Regions from separate parts of the Mus musculus genome. Here all the other regions are linked to region 1. Evidence: chromatin contacts called from public promoter capture Hi-C data. All regions are on one chromosome and are shown on one strand. The core of a region is the stretch at or near the end of the contact, and the rest is flanking DNA. Distances in the headings are between cores, read along the strand shown.

The links. Promoter capture Hi-C pulls out the DNA fragments that hold promoters and counts their contacts. Capture Hi-C pulls out chosen DNA fragments and counts their contacts.
Region 2: a promoter capture Hi-C map of liver shows a contact between it and region 1, with 2.9 times the contacts expected there. The contact joins the promoter of Rubcn here to the promoter of Pak2 in region 1. A contact is called at or near these places in 5 of 39 promoter capture datasets (the 3T3-L1 cell line, cranial neural crest, hippocampal neurons and 1 more), 1 of 115 datasets of contacts at active chromatin or transcription factors (astrocytes) and 2 of 9 other capture datasets (adipose tissue and liver).
Region 3: a contact with region 1 is called in a promoter capture Hi-C map of embryonic stem cells, with 2.4 times the contacts expected there. The contact joins the enhancer-like site here to the promoter of Pak2 in region 1. A contact is called at or near these places in 2 of 39 promoter capture datasets (embryonic stem cells and pre-B cells), 1 of 15 datasets of contacts at CTCF or cohesin (large pre-B cells), 3 of 115 datasets of contacts at active chromatin or transcription factors (extraembryonic endoderm stem cells, large pre-B cells and pancreatic cancer cells) and 1 of 9 other capture datasets (adipose tissue).
Region 4: a promoter capture Hi-C map of pancreatic islet shows a contact between it and region 1. The contact joins the promoter of Tnk2 here to the promoter of Pak2 in region 1. A contact is called at or near these places in 2 of 39 promoter capture datasets (cranial neural crest and erythroid cells), 2 of 484 Hi-C or Micro-C datasets (B cells and erythroblasts), 3 of 115 datasets of contacts at active chromatin or transcription factors (large pre-B cells, pancreatic cancer cells and trophoblast stem cells) and 2 of 9 other capture datasets (adipose tissue and pancreatic islet).
Region 5: a contact with region 1 is called in a promoter capture Hi-C map of neural stem cells. The contact joins the promoter of Tfrc here to the promoter of Pak2 in region 1. A contact is called at or near these places in 6 of 39 promoter capture datasets (the C10 cell line, cranial neural crest, embryonic stem cells and 3 more), 1 of 484 Hi-C or Micro-C datasets (embryonic stem cells), 8 of 115 datasets of contacts at active chromatin or transcription factors (the 230-238 cell line, the NIH/3T3 cell line, T-cell acute lymphoblastic leukemia and 5 more) and 1 of 9 other capture datasets (liver).

The regions. Positions count from the first base shown.
Region 1 is chr16:32,077,958-32,080,884 of GRCm38.p6, forward strand. Pak2 (p21 (RAC1) activated kinase 2) reads right to left here and starts at 1,385. Exons shown (of 15, transcript NM_177326.3): 1 at 1,131-1,385.
Region 2 is chr16:32,866,841-32,869,767 of GRCm38.p6, forward strand. Rubcn (RUN domain and cysteine-rich domain containing, Beclin 1-interacting protein) reads right to left here and starts at 1,526. Exons shown (of 19, transcript NM_172615.4): 1 at 1,253-1,526. The coding sequence starts at 1,320.
Region 3 is chr16:32,688,494-32,691,420 of GRCm38.p6, forward strand. No RefSeq gene overlaps it. Among named protein-coding and RNA genes, the nearest start is that of Gm34766, 8.7 kb to the right of the region's middle. Within about 2 kb of position 1,523, at least 38 of the 459 cell types and tissues checked have an H3K27ac peak or open chromatin away from gene starts, as enhancers often do. A contact at or near this core is called in embryonic stem cells, extraembryonic endoderm stem cells and pancreatic cancer cells, where this site is marked.
Region 4 is chr16:32,643,184-32,646,110 of GRCm38.p6, forward strand. Tnk2 (tyrosine kinase, non-receptor, 2) reads left to right here and starts at 1,460. Exons shown (of 16, transcript NM_016788.3): 1 at 1,460-1,925.
Region 5 is chr16:32,607,409-32,610,335 of GRCm38.p6, forward strand. Tfrc (transferrin receptor) reads left to right here and starts at 1,488. Exons shown (of 19, transcript NM_011638.4): 1 at 1,488-1,628.

The DNA of each region.
Region 1 (2,927 bases), core at 135-2,634:
GAATGTTCTACAAATGCCACAGAGCTTCTGGCAAAGTTGACGTGCCCTAACCTGTTTTAAAAATTACTACTCACTGCCTTCATCCCAACCTAATTTTATTCATACTATTCTTTTGGATAGCTCTACCAAAAAAAAAAAAAAAAAAATCCCCAGAGCAAATTCTTGTGTATTTATTTCAATATCCTGCCTACTTTATAAGAGCGGAAGAGTCGAATACAGCAGGGGAAAAACGTGACGTGCACAACCTTCACCCAAAACACAGCTCAGCTCGTCGTTGTCTAATTTTGGGCCTAACCGGTTTGGTTGTCTTTTTTTAAAAGGTTAGAAACGAAAAGCTGGAAAATCTACAGGTCACTTGTAAAGAAGAACCTGGCGGCTATCGATGGGAGTTGGTGATTTGTCAAAGAGGAAACAAATCTCACTTCCACTCTACCTAGTTCTATTAAGACAGGGGATGGAGAGAGCCTCCTTCCCATCAAGCCACAATGGCAATTATTTAACACACTTCTGTCTTGGACGACTTGATCTAGAACTAATCAAAAGGCTGAGTCCATTAAGTTATTTGCAGCAACTTTTTTTTTTTCTTGTGAGGGCGCGCGTGTTTCAGACAGCCAAACATGGTGAAAAGCCAACCTCAGCCCAAGTTAACCTTAAGAAGCAAATATTCACCTCCTGGCTAAAGATCAAGCAAAAACCGTAAGATCCTTAACTTCTGTTCTTAAACGCAGGCTCCCAGAGCCCGGCAAAAACTTTTTCCTAATGTGGAGGAGGAGGAAGAGTTTACACACTGAACTTAAGGAGCTCGCGACAGGATTCCCGAGCGACGAGACTGCAGAGAACGCAGCTGGTAAAGGAGGGAACATCCAGGAACAAACCCGAGTCGTCCGGTGCAGCGCCGGCGGGAGAGAAGGGCAAGGACGGCCGGAGTGGCCAGGGTCCCCACAGCCCAGCAAGCTTCCTCTCGGCCGAAGCTTAGAGCCAGGGCGCAGACAATGAGCCACCGCCCGGAGCCGCGGGCCCGCCCGCAGGTGCTGGCGTCCCGGGCCGCTGGGCCCAGGCCGCGGAGGCGGGAGGAGGGCGGCGGCTCGGCCCGGCCCGGCCCGGCCCGGGCGAGCGGCAACCGCACTTACCAGAGAGGAAAGGTCTCCGCCCGACCCAGGGCGGGCTGCTTGGCCGACGCGGGCGAGCACTGCGCTGGGGCGCTGAGAGGGAGGAGGGCAGGGCGGAGGGGAGCGGCGCGGGGCGCGGCCGTCGCTACCGAGGCCGTGAGGCGCAGAACCCCTTGGGCCAGGGAGGGGAGGGCAGGAGCCTTCGGCAATGGCGACGGCCCGGGCCGGAGGGGAAGCGGAACAACCGCTGCCGCTGCGCGTGGCCACAACCCTGGGGGAGGGCGGCGGCGGGGGCGCGGGGCGGGGCCGTAAGACAGCCCCGCCCTGAAAGTGGCGTCATGACCCGAGGGGCGGGCTTTCACAGGGCGGCTGGGAACCGTAGTCTAGTCATCTGTTAGGGAGACTCAGGACAGTGGGCGTTACAGAGAAAACCTGTCCCTCATTTATCAGCATTCTGCATTGTCTGCAGTTACGGTTTACCTACTGACAAAGCTGACGGAGAACAGCTGATCCAAACATATTTGTGTGTAGAGGGTCTTTGTTTCTGAGAATGTATCCATTCACCAATTGGTGTTTTGTGGGGAGGGATGGCTTTTCGAGTCCTGGCTGTCCTGGAACTCACTCTGTAGTCCAGGCTGACTTTGAACTAGAGATCCTCCTGCTTCTGCCTCCTGAAGAGGTACTGCCCAGCTCACTTTGTTTTTTGGTTTGGTTTGGTTTGGTTTGGTTTTTTGGAGGCAGGGTTTCTCTGTATAGCCCTGGCTGTCCTGGAACTCACTTTGAAGACCAGGCTGGCCTCGATTAAAGGAATGCGACGCCACCGCTTTTTTTTTTCCTACAAATTTAACCAGATTAAGTTGAATCAGATTATGCTGCTAAATTAGGTCCTCCCTCTTTGCAAAACAAAGATTTTTTTATTTTTCTGTATTTTATCAATGGAGGAGTTAATTCATGTATTCTTATTCCACAACTATGTCAATATCTAATATCTACAAAAGACCATTTAGGTACCAGAAATGAACATGCTTCACCTAGTCTTTGTAAAGGTTAAAAACATGAAAACGGTGGTGGCGCACGCCTTTAATCCCAGAACTCGGGAGGCAGAGGCAGGCAGATTTCTGAGTTCGAGGCCAGACTGGTCTACAGAGTGAGTTCCAGGAAAGCCAGGGCTATACAGAGAAACCCTGTCTCAGAAAAAAAACAACCAAAAAAACGTATGAAAACATAAAAACCAAAACACTGATACCTGTTACAAGGTGGGGAAAAAGCTGAGGGATTACCGTGGACAGAGTGGACAGAGAAGGTGGCAGTTAAAACAGAAAAAGGAACTCGGAAGAACTGAGGGGAAAGGATTACAAGTAGGAAGAGGATTGCCACGGTCAGTGAGAGATGAAGGCTAGGCTCACAACCAAAACCACAAGACTTATGTAGCTGCACCTTGGTGTAAGATGGGTATATTAGAAAGTACTGTAGTAGTTGGGCGAGGTGGCATACTCCTTTAATCCTAGCACTTGGGAGGCAGAGGCAGGCGAATTTCTGAGTTCGAGGCCAGCCTGGTCTACAAAGTGAGTTTCAGGACCGCCAGGACTATATAGAGAGAAACCCTGTCTCGAAAAGAAAAAAAAAGTACTGTAGTACAAGATATGATGAAGCAAACCTGTAATTCCAGCACTCAGGTGGCTGAGGTAAGATGAGGAATTTGAGTACTGAGAGGTAGAGGACGGATAGGGGACAAGAATGGTTACATAGAGAGTCGGAGGTCAGATGAACTACATGACACCCTATTCTTTGCAGCCTATCAAATCTACATTCAGCCAC
Region 2 (2,927 bases), core at 276-2,775, 790 kb after region 1:
GGAGAAAAATAAATAGCCAAGTATAAAAAAGCAGAAACTAAAATGTTGAAAGGAGAAGTAAGACATCTAGTTTCATTTAGTATGCACCATTCATAGACCTCGGTCAAGAACGCCAAGCTCTACTAATTCAGTAGGCCACAGGCTATATCATAGCAGAAATATTTTCACCCAGACACTTTTCAGCTCTCCCCTAGGAATATTTTAAGGTAAATTATTTTGCTTCTAGTCGTGGGACTTCACCTGCTCTGGAGACCATCATTGTACTAAACCTATTTTAAGTGTCAAGAAAAACTCCCTCACGCCATATTTCTACTGTGCCTCTGCTCCTGCATCCTCTTAAGATGTTGAGACCCTGCTTCTGTTGTTCTTGTGGTGCTGAGGATGGAGCCCAGGGCTGCCTGCATGCTAGGCAAGCACTCTACCCTGAATTACACTCCCAACCTAAGACCAGTTGTTAATGAAGCAATCCTAAGTAGGACACACACACACACACACACACATAAGTGTAGTTGTTTAAATTTAAAAAGAAAATAATCCCCCTATTTCTAGAAGCTAAGGTTTTCTGACAATAATTCCACAAAAACTTGAGCTTATTTAGTTTGCATTGTGGAGAAGCAGCAAAGGGGCTGAAGAAAAAAGAAACAGAGGTCCTCTCAGGGCAGCAGCATCTCACTGACAAAGGACATGCACATGATTTCTGTCCCTTCAGCGAGCCCACACCCAGTGCAATCAGTTTCTTTTAACCCACGGGCCTACCTCTCCTCCTCACCCACATTCATCTCTTCCTAACCTTGCTGAGCCATTGTAATCTAAAACCGTAGCTCCCAGAATATCTTAGCACCCTTTTAAAATCGGTCTGGGTTATCACAAGTTTTAACGCAGGGCACCAATCTTGTTTCTGCTCTTATCTATAGACTTTGGCCTATAAAAATCTCACTACAGCACCTCAGTCCTTTCTCCCAGACTCTCAATGTCCACCTCTCCTCTGGCAGTCTTGTATCTTAGTTTCTTCACTGTCTTCCCTGGCCCTCAAAGAATCATACCCACAGTTGCTCACCGTCCCTAAATTCATCTCCTCCCTTGTCCTTATACACGCCCCACCAGTCCCTCCTCTTGGAAATTCTTCCCAAACAAGTCACTTGAACAGTAGCTCTACAGGATGCCGCGCCCCGCACTGCGTGTCATGCCAGCCAAGTCTCCCTGTGCTCCCGCGCACGCAAGCAGCCCCGACTGCCAGCCGCTCCCAGCCCACCTGCTCTTCTCTAGCAGACGCTCCCCATCGCCGCCGCCAAGATCCATTCCCGCGCCCTCCGGACGCATCCGGACTATAAGGCCGTCTCGGGGCCAGAGAGAGGCTCCAGGCCGCTTCGACCGCCAGGGTACCCGGAGCACCCTCAAGAGAGGGGAGGCACCATGGCTGGTGAGCTTAGAACCATGCACTACACCCTGACAGCGACAGAGTCAAGGACTGCTGCCTCAGCTGCCGCTCTACCCCTGCCACCCCCACTTCCGGCTCCAAGAACTACAATTCCCAAAAAGCCCTTCGAAGGCCATCCTTCTCCCGGCATGCACTGCCCCATCCAATCCCAGGCTCCCCTAACCTGGGTACACGTGATGTGCTAGGCGAGTTTCCCTGGGCAGGGAACCTTGATTAAAAGCTCCATGTAACTAACGACAGTCAGGAATTCGAGGGCGAACTCCTGTCACACTTTACTCAGGAAATCAGACTCTGTCGGAGGTTAAAATAGACAATAAAACTGATATAATCCTAACTCGATTAACTTCACTTCAGTCCATTCCTGATTTAATACTTCTTGGTGTTGGAAGACTCCAAGCATTTACACCAAGAGATCACAAACTGAACCAGAAAAGGGCAGTAGAAAGGCTAGGAAGACTTTGAGGGAAGGTCTCTTGCAGGAGTGATGTCGGGGTACAGGTTACTGTTTTCTTTTTCTAAATATTCTTAAATGTATATGCGTGTGCCTGAGTGTATGTGCATCACATGCTTGTAAGGTGCCCGTGAAGGCACCGGAACAGGGACCCTCTACAAGAACAGATAGTTAACCCTTGAGTCAATTCTCCACCCTGTTTTGGTACTGTAGCACAGGTTGGGCTCAAAGTCAAGACCCTCAGCCTCCAGAATGCTGAGATTATAAGCATACACCACCAAAGCCATGCAGAGCAGTTTCTAGGATAAGAGTTTAACAAGGAGGGGAGGAGAGGCAGGAAGATGGACAAAACAGCTCTCACAGGTATTAAGAAAATAGCAGTTTTGAAAATCGTTGCTTCTTAGTAATCAAAACTGAGAAAGGGCAAGATGGTTCAGTAAGTAAAGAAGCTTGCTACCGAAACTAACCACCAGAGGTCAAACCCCAGACCTCCATGGTGGAAGGAGAGAACCAACTCCTGAGAGTTATTCTCTCCCCATGAATGTACATGCATGCATGCACTAAATGTGTATACACACCCAGTATATATACACATATATAAAGTTTTTTTAAAGCAAAGGAGTGGGACACAATGATGTGGGCATTCTCATGCAAGCAAGACCAGGTTATGAAATGACATGTTAAGGAGTTGGAATCAGCCATAGAACAGTGAGTTTTATCAAATGAGAGGGTATGGCAAATGTGCTTACAAAGCTAAGTTTACAATGTGGAAAGGAGATAGAGTAGGTATCTCATTAGAGGTAAGAGCGAAGTAGATAGACTGGTGATCCCTAGACTAGTCTGTGCATGATAGTCAAGAGTAAGACAAATCAGCTGCAAGAAACAAGAGAGAATGGGGCTGGAGAGATGGCTCAGTGGTTAAGAGCACTGACTGCTCTTCTGAAAGTCCTGAGTTCAATTCCCAGCAACCACATGGGTGGCTCACAACCATCTGTAATGGGATCAGATGCCCTTTTCTGGTGTGTTTGAAGACAGCAA
Region 3 (2,927 bases), core at 273-2,772, 610 kb after region 1:
AGCCATCTCTCCAGCCCTATAGATCATTTTTTAACTCTATTTAAGAAAACTTAAAAAAAAACAAAAAACAAACAAACAAACAAACAAAACACTGTTGCGTGAGTTGCCAGCATGTAAGAATCTGTTGTAAAGAGTGTATTTCAGAAGGCTTTTGTAGGAGCAGGACACTGCGGTTGTTTGTGTGTGTGTGTGTGTGTGTGTGTGTGTGTGTGTGTGTGAGAGAGAGAGAGAGAGAGAGAGAGAGAGAGAGAGAGAGAGAGAGAGAGAGAGAGAGAATGAATCAGGAATGCAATGCACTGTTTTGGCTGTGTTTCCTACACCCCAGGTCTTCCTGTTGGTTTTTGCCTGGTCAACCTGCTAGCTCTTGCAATGTTACTGTGTGTAGCAGAAGCCGATTCGGGTTTACCCAGCCTGGGGAATAAACTCAGGGTTTGTTGGGCAATCTGTCAGCCCTGTTGACAGAACACAAGCTGAATAGACAGTCTGTGCCCCTGGGAGTGACATCATTGTGGCAAAATGGCAAATGCTCTGTGTCATTGTGTACCCAGGGAGGTGGTTCCCCAGAAAGCGACTCTGCTGACTTGGTAGATAATAAAATTACCAGGAAAGTGACATGGGGTGACCGTGTTTCAGTGGTTAGCTGTTAGCTCACAGAATGGACTGGCTTGCTCCTGACCCATTCTCTTTTTGTTGGGGTTTGGGGGAGAGAGGTTGAAGGTTTGAAGGTGCTTCTCATATCCTGGTGAATAACAAGCCTGCTGGGTTCCTTTTGGTCTGTAGATGGGGGTGGAGGAGGACACTCTCTTTAAGCTGGATTGATCCACTTAACAATAGTGTGGCCAAAGGGAAAGAAGAATCTAGCATGCCCCCCCCCTTGCACTTTGGAGGCAAAAGGTGTTTTTAATTTGAAGCAATTTAGTTTTTATGGAACTTTGAACTTGGAGAATGGCTCCCCTGGCTTCTGGATGCAGGAGTTCTCAATGGCGGTCCCGCAGCTGCCAGCCGCCGCCAGGTAAAATGCTAAGATGAGAAACTAAACTGTGCGGTTTTTCCTTAAATTTATTCCGTTTCTCAAACATGTATGAGACAGATGTAAGTAGTGGAGGTAGTAGATAGTACCTTTGCTCCCAGGGCCTTATATTTGGATACTCTGTATCAAGGATTGCTTGAAACTGATCTGCAGAACCTGAGCAATTGCACGTTTGTGTCGACAGCGCCACCTACCGGTAAGATGAGACACTACCCATTTGAGTTAAATTTGAGAGTGTAGGGGGCTAAGGTTGTATGAAGTCGTTTCCCAGCAAATCATTTAAGAGTCTAAACCCTGCTGGTAGGGACTCAGCCCAGGTAAACTTGGGAAGGAATATGTTCGCCTACCATCTGGTACAAAACGGGGATCAGCTAGGGTCTAATGCAAAGAGAAAGGACATTAGAACCCTGTTTCTATGGACAGTTATGGAGGCTCTGAAGGAGGCCAACCAGAGCCAGGGAGAGAAACCAGTGCTCCAGGAGTTAAGTGCTAGGATATTAAAGGCTCAGGCAGAGCACGCAGCGACTCCACCGGAAGTCCCGGCACTACTCCCTTGTGCTGTGTTGACCTTCCTTCTATTTGTCTTCTTTGGTTTTTGTTTGTTAAAGTTTGTTTGTTTGTTTATTATATGTAAGTACACTGTAGCTGTCTTCAGACACCCCAGAAGAGGGCATCAGATCCCATTACGGATGGTTTTAAGCCACCATGTGGTTGCTGGGATTTGAACTCAGAACCTCTGGAAGAGCAGTCAGGGCTGTTTTGTTTTGTTTTGTTTTGTTTTTGTTTTTGTTTTTTCGAGACAGGGTTTCTCTGTACAGCCCTGGCTGTCCTGGAACTCACTCTGTAGACCAGGCTGGCCTTGAACTCAGAAATCCGCCTGCCTCTGCCTCTGAGTGCTGGGATTAAAGGCGTGCACCACCACGCCTGGCTACTCTTTGTTGTTTTTTATGACTGCTGTAATGCCCATTGTAGAATTGGGACAGTCAGCAGAGCGCATTAGAAAAGTTAATTAGTCAGAAAAATACGTGAAACTTGATATATTAGTTTTATCTGTGCAGACATGTATGTATTAATCTTATAAAAATAAGTACATCTGGTGAATGTTAAATTATAAACTGCTTCTTATTTTTTTAAGATTTATTTATTTTTATTTTATATGCATGAGTGTTTGCCTGTATGTCTGTGCATGTATGTATGTATGTATGTATGTATGTATGTATGTATGTATGTATGATTTCCTGTGTGTATGCGTATGTGTCTGAGACGAGAAGAGCGCGTCAGCTCCCCTGGAACCGGATTCCAGGAAACTGTGAGCAACCACAGGTAAGTTCTGGGAACAGAACATGGTTCCTCTGCAAGAGTAGCAGACTCTCTCATCTACTGATCCAATATCTCCAGCACTGTAAACTACTTTTAAATTGTTCACGTTTTATGCTACTGACTTTTCATCTTGAACATCCTTGAAACACTACATACTTTGCCTTCTGTGGATAAACTCTTGTTGTGTAAGACATTATTTTGTTAACATTTCTCTTGCACACGCTCAACTGGCCAGGAAGAATGACGCTGCAACAGGATCCTTCTGCACACGTTTACTGGGAGAGCATTGATTGCATAGGCGAAAGAAGAACAACCCCAAACAAGGAAAATGATGCTGCTTATATACCCCTCCATGTGACATGTCAGCTCCTGATTAGCTGCTCACTCATTACCCCACTACTACGCCCCGGGATGGGCAGTAACTTCGCACGAATTTACTCTTGCACCTGCGCACATTACTTGTTTACCAGTTAGGCACAGCGGAGGCTTGTGATGGCAATTGCTCACGGCTCTCCACGCATTTCTATGTTTTTTTTTGTTTTGTTTTGTTTTTGTTTTTTTTGAGACAGGGTTTCTC
Region 4 (2,927 bases), core at 210-2,709, 570 kb after region 1:
CCTATCTTTCTTTCTTTCTTTCTTTCTTTCTTTCTTTCTTTCTTTCTTTCTTTCTTTCTTTCTTTCTTTCTTTCTTCTTCTTCTTCTTCTTCTTCTTCTTCTTCTTCTTCTTCTTCTTCTTCTTCTTCTTCTTCTTCTTCTCTCTCTCTTCCTTCTTTCTTATTCCCTTCCTTCCTTCCTTTCTTTCTTTCTTTCTTTCTTTCTTTCTTTCTTTCTTTCTTTCTTCCTTCCTTCCTTCCTTCCTTCCTTCCTTCCTTTCCTTTCTCTAGCTAAGCTATGTTACATTTGACCTTGACTGCCTGGGGTGAGCTCCTGTAACTTTTTTTTTTTTTTTTTTTTTTTTTTTTCCGAGACAGGGTTTCTCTGTGTATCCCTGGCTGTGAGACAGGGTTTCTCTGGGTATCCCTGGCTGTCCTGGAACTCACTTTGAAGACCAGGCTGGCCTCGAACTCAGAAATCTGTCTGCTCTACCTCCCAAGTACTGGCTAAATTCAGACTCTTATTCCAGGACTTGTTCTCACTTGAATTTATTAATCGATGAAACCTCCTAATTTTGAACTTCATTTTTTTTTTTTTTGAGTGTGTGTGTGTGTGTGTGTGTGTGTGTGTATGGACCAGGGCCCTTTAAGAAGGCGGAGCGACCCCAGCGGGCCCCACCCCCTAGGGCGGCGCAGGCGCGCGCGGGCTCTGAGAACCCGGCTGGAGGGCCGCCGGCTCGCGGGGCCGCAGCACCTGCGGCGCGGCGCCGGGGTGGCCGAGGTCGAGTGTGGGCGGCGAGGGCGGGACGCCGGGCCCGCTTGGGGCCGAGGCGGAAGCCGCGGGGCGGGGGCGCGCAGGGCAGCACCATCTGGAGGGGCGGGAGCGCGCGGCCTCTGGGGGGCAGGCGCGTGCGCGGCGCGGCGGGCGCGGGGGGTCGGCGGCGGGGGGCGCAGGAGGAGCGCGGCGGGCTGAGCCCCGCGCTGCCGGAGCAGCAGCCGGCGCGCGTCGGGCGGCTCAGCTGGGGCCCGCAGCTTCTTCGCGGGCTGAAGCTCGGCGTGGAGGAGCAGGGCGGGGTGGGTCCGGCCGTGCAGGAGGAGGGCGGCGTGGGGCTGGGGGTGCAGGAGCGGGGCGGCCGCGGTCACGAGCCTAGTCTGGGGGTGGTGTGGGGGCCGCCCGACGCCGCGGACTGGAGGCGCCGGGCGCGCTGGACGGGTTCGGCCGGCGGGCCGGTGGCGCAGGAGGAGGGCCTGGGGCCCCGCAGGCAGCAGCAGGAGAAGGGGGGAGGCGGCCCCGCAGTGCAGGAGCGCGGCGAGGCCCGTGCCGGGGTGCAGGAGCGCGGGGAGGGCAGCCCACGCAGGCTTCTGCGGCAGCCAGAGGAGCTGCCCGAGTTGGCTCACGGCCCCTGCCCGCGCACGGAGGAGCTCGAAAGTTCGGACGAGCGCAGCTGGGAGAGCTGCAGGCATCTGGGCGGGGAGGCGGTGGTCCTTGGAGCATCCCTAGCGAGTGGGGACAGACTCGAGCTGCTGGGGAGAGCCAGGCCTGTAGGGCCCCGAGGGCCTGAAGGAGAGGGGCGCCTGGGGGTGCAGGAAGCAAATTGGCTGCCCGGGGTGCAAGAGGGCCAGGTAGTGTGGGCTGTTCAGGAGACGTATCTGAACGGTAAAGGGTCCTCAGGGGGAGAGGGATTCCAAGAGGGACACAGGACCCGCAGGCGCAGACGGCGAAGGAGGTGGTAATCGGCAAGCTGCCTTCCTTGCTGGCATCAGGGTTGCTCTAGTGCCAAGAGTAATGCAGGAAGATGTAGGGGATTGGGGAGCAGAAGAGCGCTGTGAACCTGACCTTTGGAAGATATTGCTGGAGGGTAGGCACTGGCCTGCAAGATCCTTTCTGCTACCTCAAGTCTGAGCATCCTCGAAGCAGTGTCTGCCTGGGGACAGCTGGAAACTCAGGTACGGATGGCCAATATTGTTATCGGAGTTGATATGATTAGAAGCATCGGAGAATGGGTTCCAAACATCCCTTGTCCTCTCTAGTTGACCAACCTGGGCATCACCCCTCACGAACACACACATACACACACGTACGCACGCACGCGCACACACACACGCAAGCACCCACCACATATAATTGTAAGTAGCAGCTGCTGTAGTGGAGTAGTCACCGCTTTCAAGTCTAGACTGGATGTGGAACCATTTGAGTGGCTGCCTGGTATAGGCAGAGGGAAGAGAAGGCAGGATAGCCCCAGGGACTAAGTCATCCCCTTCACCTATCTGCTGGTGGAGGTAGGTGTGTCTCTGTGCAAGCTGTTGTGCAACCTGCATCACCGGCCTCAAGTCCTCCCGAAAGGGAAAATGGATAGTGTTGCATTAGCCGCTGTGCCTTATCTTGTAGTCCTGTTGATCACGTGAGTGTGGCAGCCAGTAGTGACTTGGGCACGAGCCTGGCCTGCGCCTTGCCACACGGTTTTGTCACGGTTGATTATGCTGTGGGCCCAAAGCCAAGGATGGGTAGAACTGCAGAGAGCAACTGGTGAGGTCTTCATTTCTGAATGGAATGGGAAGGGAGGTTGTACCAGCGGCTGCTACCCATGCCTTGACCTCACTCTAGAAGCTGGCAAATAGAGAAGCCTGTGGTATCCTATTAAGACCTCCTCACCTCCCCGCGACCGTGGCTCCTTCTTGGCGCCGCCTAGAGGTGGAGCCTGCAGGCCAATGGGTAGATTTGATTTCTTGTTGGCATATGAACCCACCTCTTTCCTGGTTCAGGTGGTCTTGGTTGACAGCTTACAGCCTCTGTCTTTATTTCCCTAGCCGTGTCAAAAGTTCTTGCACTTCCAGCCCACCTGTGGGATGGATCCAGAGTTACTGTCTCAGAGCCTTCACCAGGAATATCTCTGCCCTAGCCTACCGTGTGCCTATGAGTCAGATGGACTCCCATACCCGGGTTCTGAA
Region 5 (2,927 bases), core at 238-2,737, 530 kb after region 1:
ACTCCCAAACATTGTCCTCTGACTTCATGAGCACCCAGGTTCATAACCACACACACACACACACACACACACACACTAAAAATAGAATAAAAAATTTAAGTGAAACAGAAAGACCTTCACTTCAAACTGCCATCATTGTTTTCATTTGTTTTTTGAGATGGAGGTTCTTGCTGTACAGCCTAAGCTGGCCTGGAAGTCACCCATCTTTCTGCTCCAAATTCTGAGCTATGGGGGTACCAAACACTGCTGTGTGCTTCTGTGCTTCTCTTACAGGGACTCAGTCTATAGCCGGAATCATTATTTCTTCTTTTTTTTTTCTTCTTCCTCTTCCTCTTCCCCTTCCTCTTCCTCTTCTCTCCCATCCCCCTCTCCCTCCTCCTCTTCCTTACCCCCTCTTCTTCCTCTTCCTCTTCCTTTTTTGTTTTTTGTTTTATTGTTTTTAGACAGGGTTTCTTTTTGTAGCCCTGGTTGTTCTGGAACTCTCTATGTAGACCAGGCTGGCCTGAACTCAAGAGATATGCCTGCTCTGCCTTTCACTGGAATTAAGGCCTGTGCCACCAAGACCTGCTTATGGTCTGAATTTCAGAGATCTCTCAATGGCTGTGTGCTCTGGCTTTATATATATTTTCTGGAGTAGTACAATTTGGACAAAGAAGGGTCTAAAGGGACCAGCAGTTAGTAAATCCCAAATACGCGTTGAATTTTAGAGCAGATAAGCCAAAGGTCAAATTCGTGGCTGGGAAGTAGATTAGTACTTTAAAAGACATTCCCAGGGTCCCTAAGGGCTCCATCTGGGAGCGCGCTATCTGTAGTCCTGTTGTGGTTTAAGATACCACTCTCTTTGTTATTTGTAAATTTACCACAGGCTGGGCAGTAAAGTACAGATAGGAAGAAAAGAGTGTGAACGTTTGCAGTTTTAACAGAACTCCTTTTATTTGCTATGCATTGCAACAACCCTCTAAAAGCAATAATGGCGATAAACATGCAAGTTAATCTACAACTTTATCACCCTAGTAAATCATTGGTTCCTATTTCCCTTCCATAGGCTGAACATAGTGAGCACTGGTAGCTCTTTGCTTGGCTTAAGCGCTGCTTGTTAAAATCTAAAAAAAAAAAAAAAAAAGATTTGCAGTTTTGCTTTAAAGTTTTTCCTTTAAAGCATCTCTGAGCTGCAAAAACTCGTCTTTAGGATATGGTTTTGGCGGAGACCTAAGCCTGCAAGTAGGAATATTTTAAAGAGTAAAGGCTGATACTTTCGAACTTGCACCGCAGGGTTGGGTGTCGGTCAAGGTTAGGCGGAGGGCGACAGGCCAACTCCAAAGACACGGCGGGGGAGGGGTGCGGTGGAGAAAGCGAGCCGCAGCCAATCGCACGCGCTCTCCCGACACCTGCCGCCTTGGCGCCTTTTCTAGGCTACTCCGCGCACGCACTGGCTGCGCGCGCAGTTCGCCTCCAGCGGTCTTGGGGGAGCACCTCGGTAGGTGTACGTGCGGAAGGAAGTGACGTAGATCCAGAGGGCCGGCCGGGGGGTGGGGCCGAGCTATAAGCTTTGGGTGGGAGGCAGCGCTGCCTTCAGAAGGCGTGCGGAGCGCGGGCTGCTGCATTGCGGACTGTAGAGGCGCTTCCTAGTGAGTGACTCCCTTGTCAGCGGCACGGCCCATCGTGGTCCTCGCGTGGCGGGCGGACCAGAGCGAGACGCCAGGGCCTGGGTGGTGCGGGCGGGGAGGCGGAGGGGTGTCGCGGAGTCCGGGGCTGAGGAGCGCGGGTTGCAGGTGCAGCGCGGTGGGTGTGGGGAGCCGCTGTACCCTGCGCCCCTCGGGTCCTCCGGGCCTTCGCAGGCCAGTGCTAGGCCGCGGGTTCGAGAGTCACCACGCTGAGGCGCAGGCTTGTTCCGCCGGGAGCACGTGGTGGCGGCTGGAGGAAGTCGCCCCAGGGAACGGCTGTCGGGGTACGTGGGTGACCTTGGGGCCCCTCGCAGGAGGGCGTCACAGCTGAAAAGGACAAAGCTGTTTTCTATTCGGTTACTAGTGTCACGGACATTTAGAGGGGCGGGGGGAGCTTCCAATAACTGCACGTTGGAACTTCGGCACCACCTGGTCGGTTTTTTTGCCAGTCTCTCCCTCTTGGCCCAGCGTGTGGAATCTCATTTTTCTAGGGCAGAATAGGTCTGAACGCTGCAGGTAATACTAAGAACGTCTCTAGCATCTCCTAAGATGGGAGAACGTAGAAATACGACCTCTTTGTACGAGCTCTTTTAGAACTAGCTGTAGAGAACCAGCGTGCACCCTGGTGTTGGACAGCTCTCTAAAATGGTGTTTGAGGGTAAGAAAACTGCATTTGCAAATTTTTCAGTTAGCACACTTTGTCCCGAGCGTAAAATGAAATGATCTCCTTATACTTAGGCAGAAGACTGGACTGGATTGCTGTTCAGTTTCTGTGCTATTTTTTTAAAATAGGATTTAAGTGGGAAATAGTTGTGTTACAGAAATTCTCGGCTATTCTGTGCTATTTTTTTTTAAATAGGATTTAAGTGGGAAATAGTTGTGTTACAGAAATTCTCGGCTACCTGATACTTTTATTCTAAGATTAGATGAGTTGGCTCTGAGCTGTGAAATATGACCTCTTTGACAAAGACATTTAAGCTGATTCAGGATGTTATCTACAAAGAAAACGGGATTTAGCTTGTGTGGGTCCACTTGCATTTATTTTCTGTTAAGGATTATAATAAACTGCTTTATACAGGAATCCAATATCAGCTGTTTTTTATATAGAGAGCATAATACTTTTTACTTTGAGAGAGGATGTTGTCAAGGAATGGTGGCTGTGAACCTGGCCTGTGTTGACTGGTTAGATCTGTCTGCCTAACCCCACCCTAAGGCTAAGTAGTTATATGCTTGTGGCAATGTGCTTATTTATAATAGGGCAAG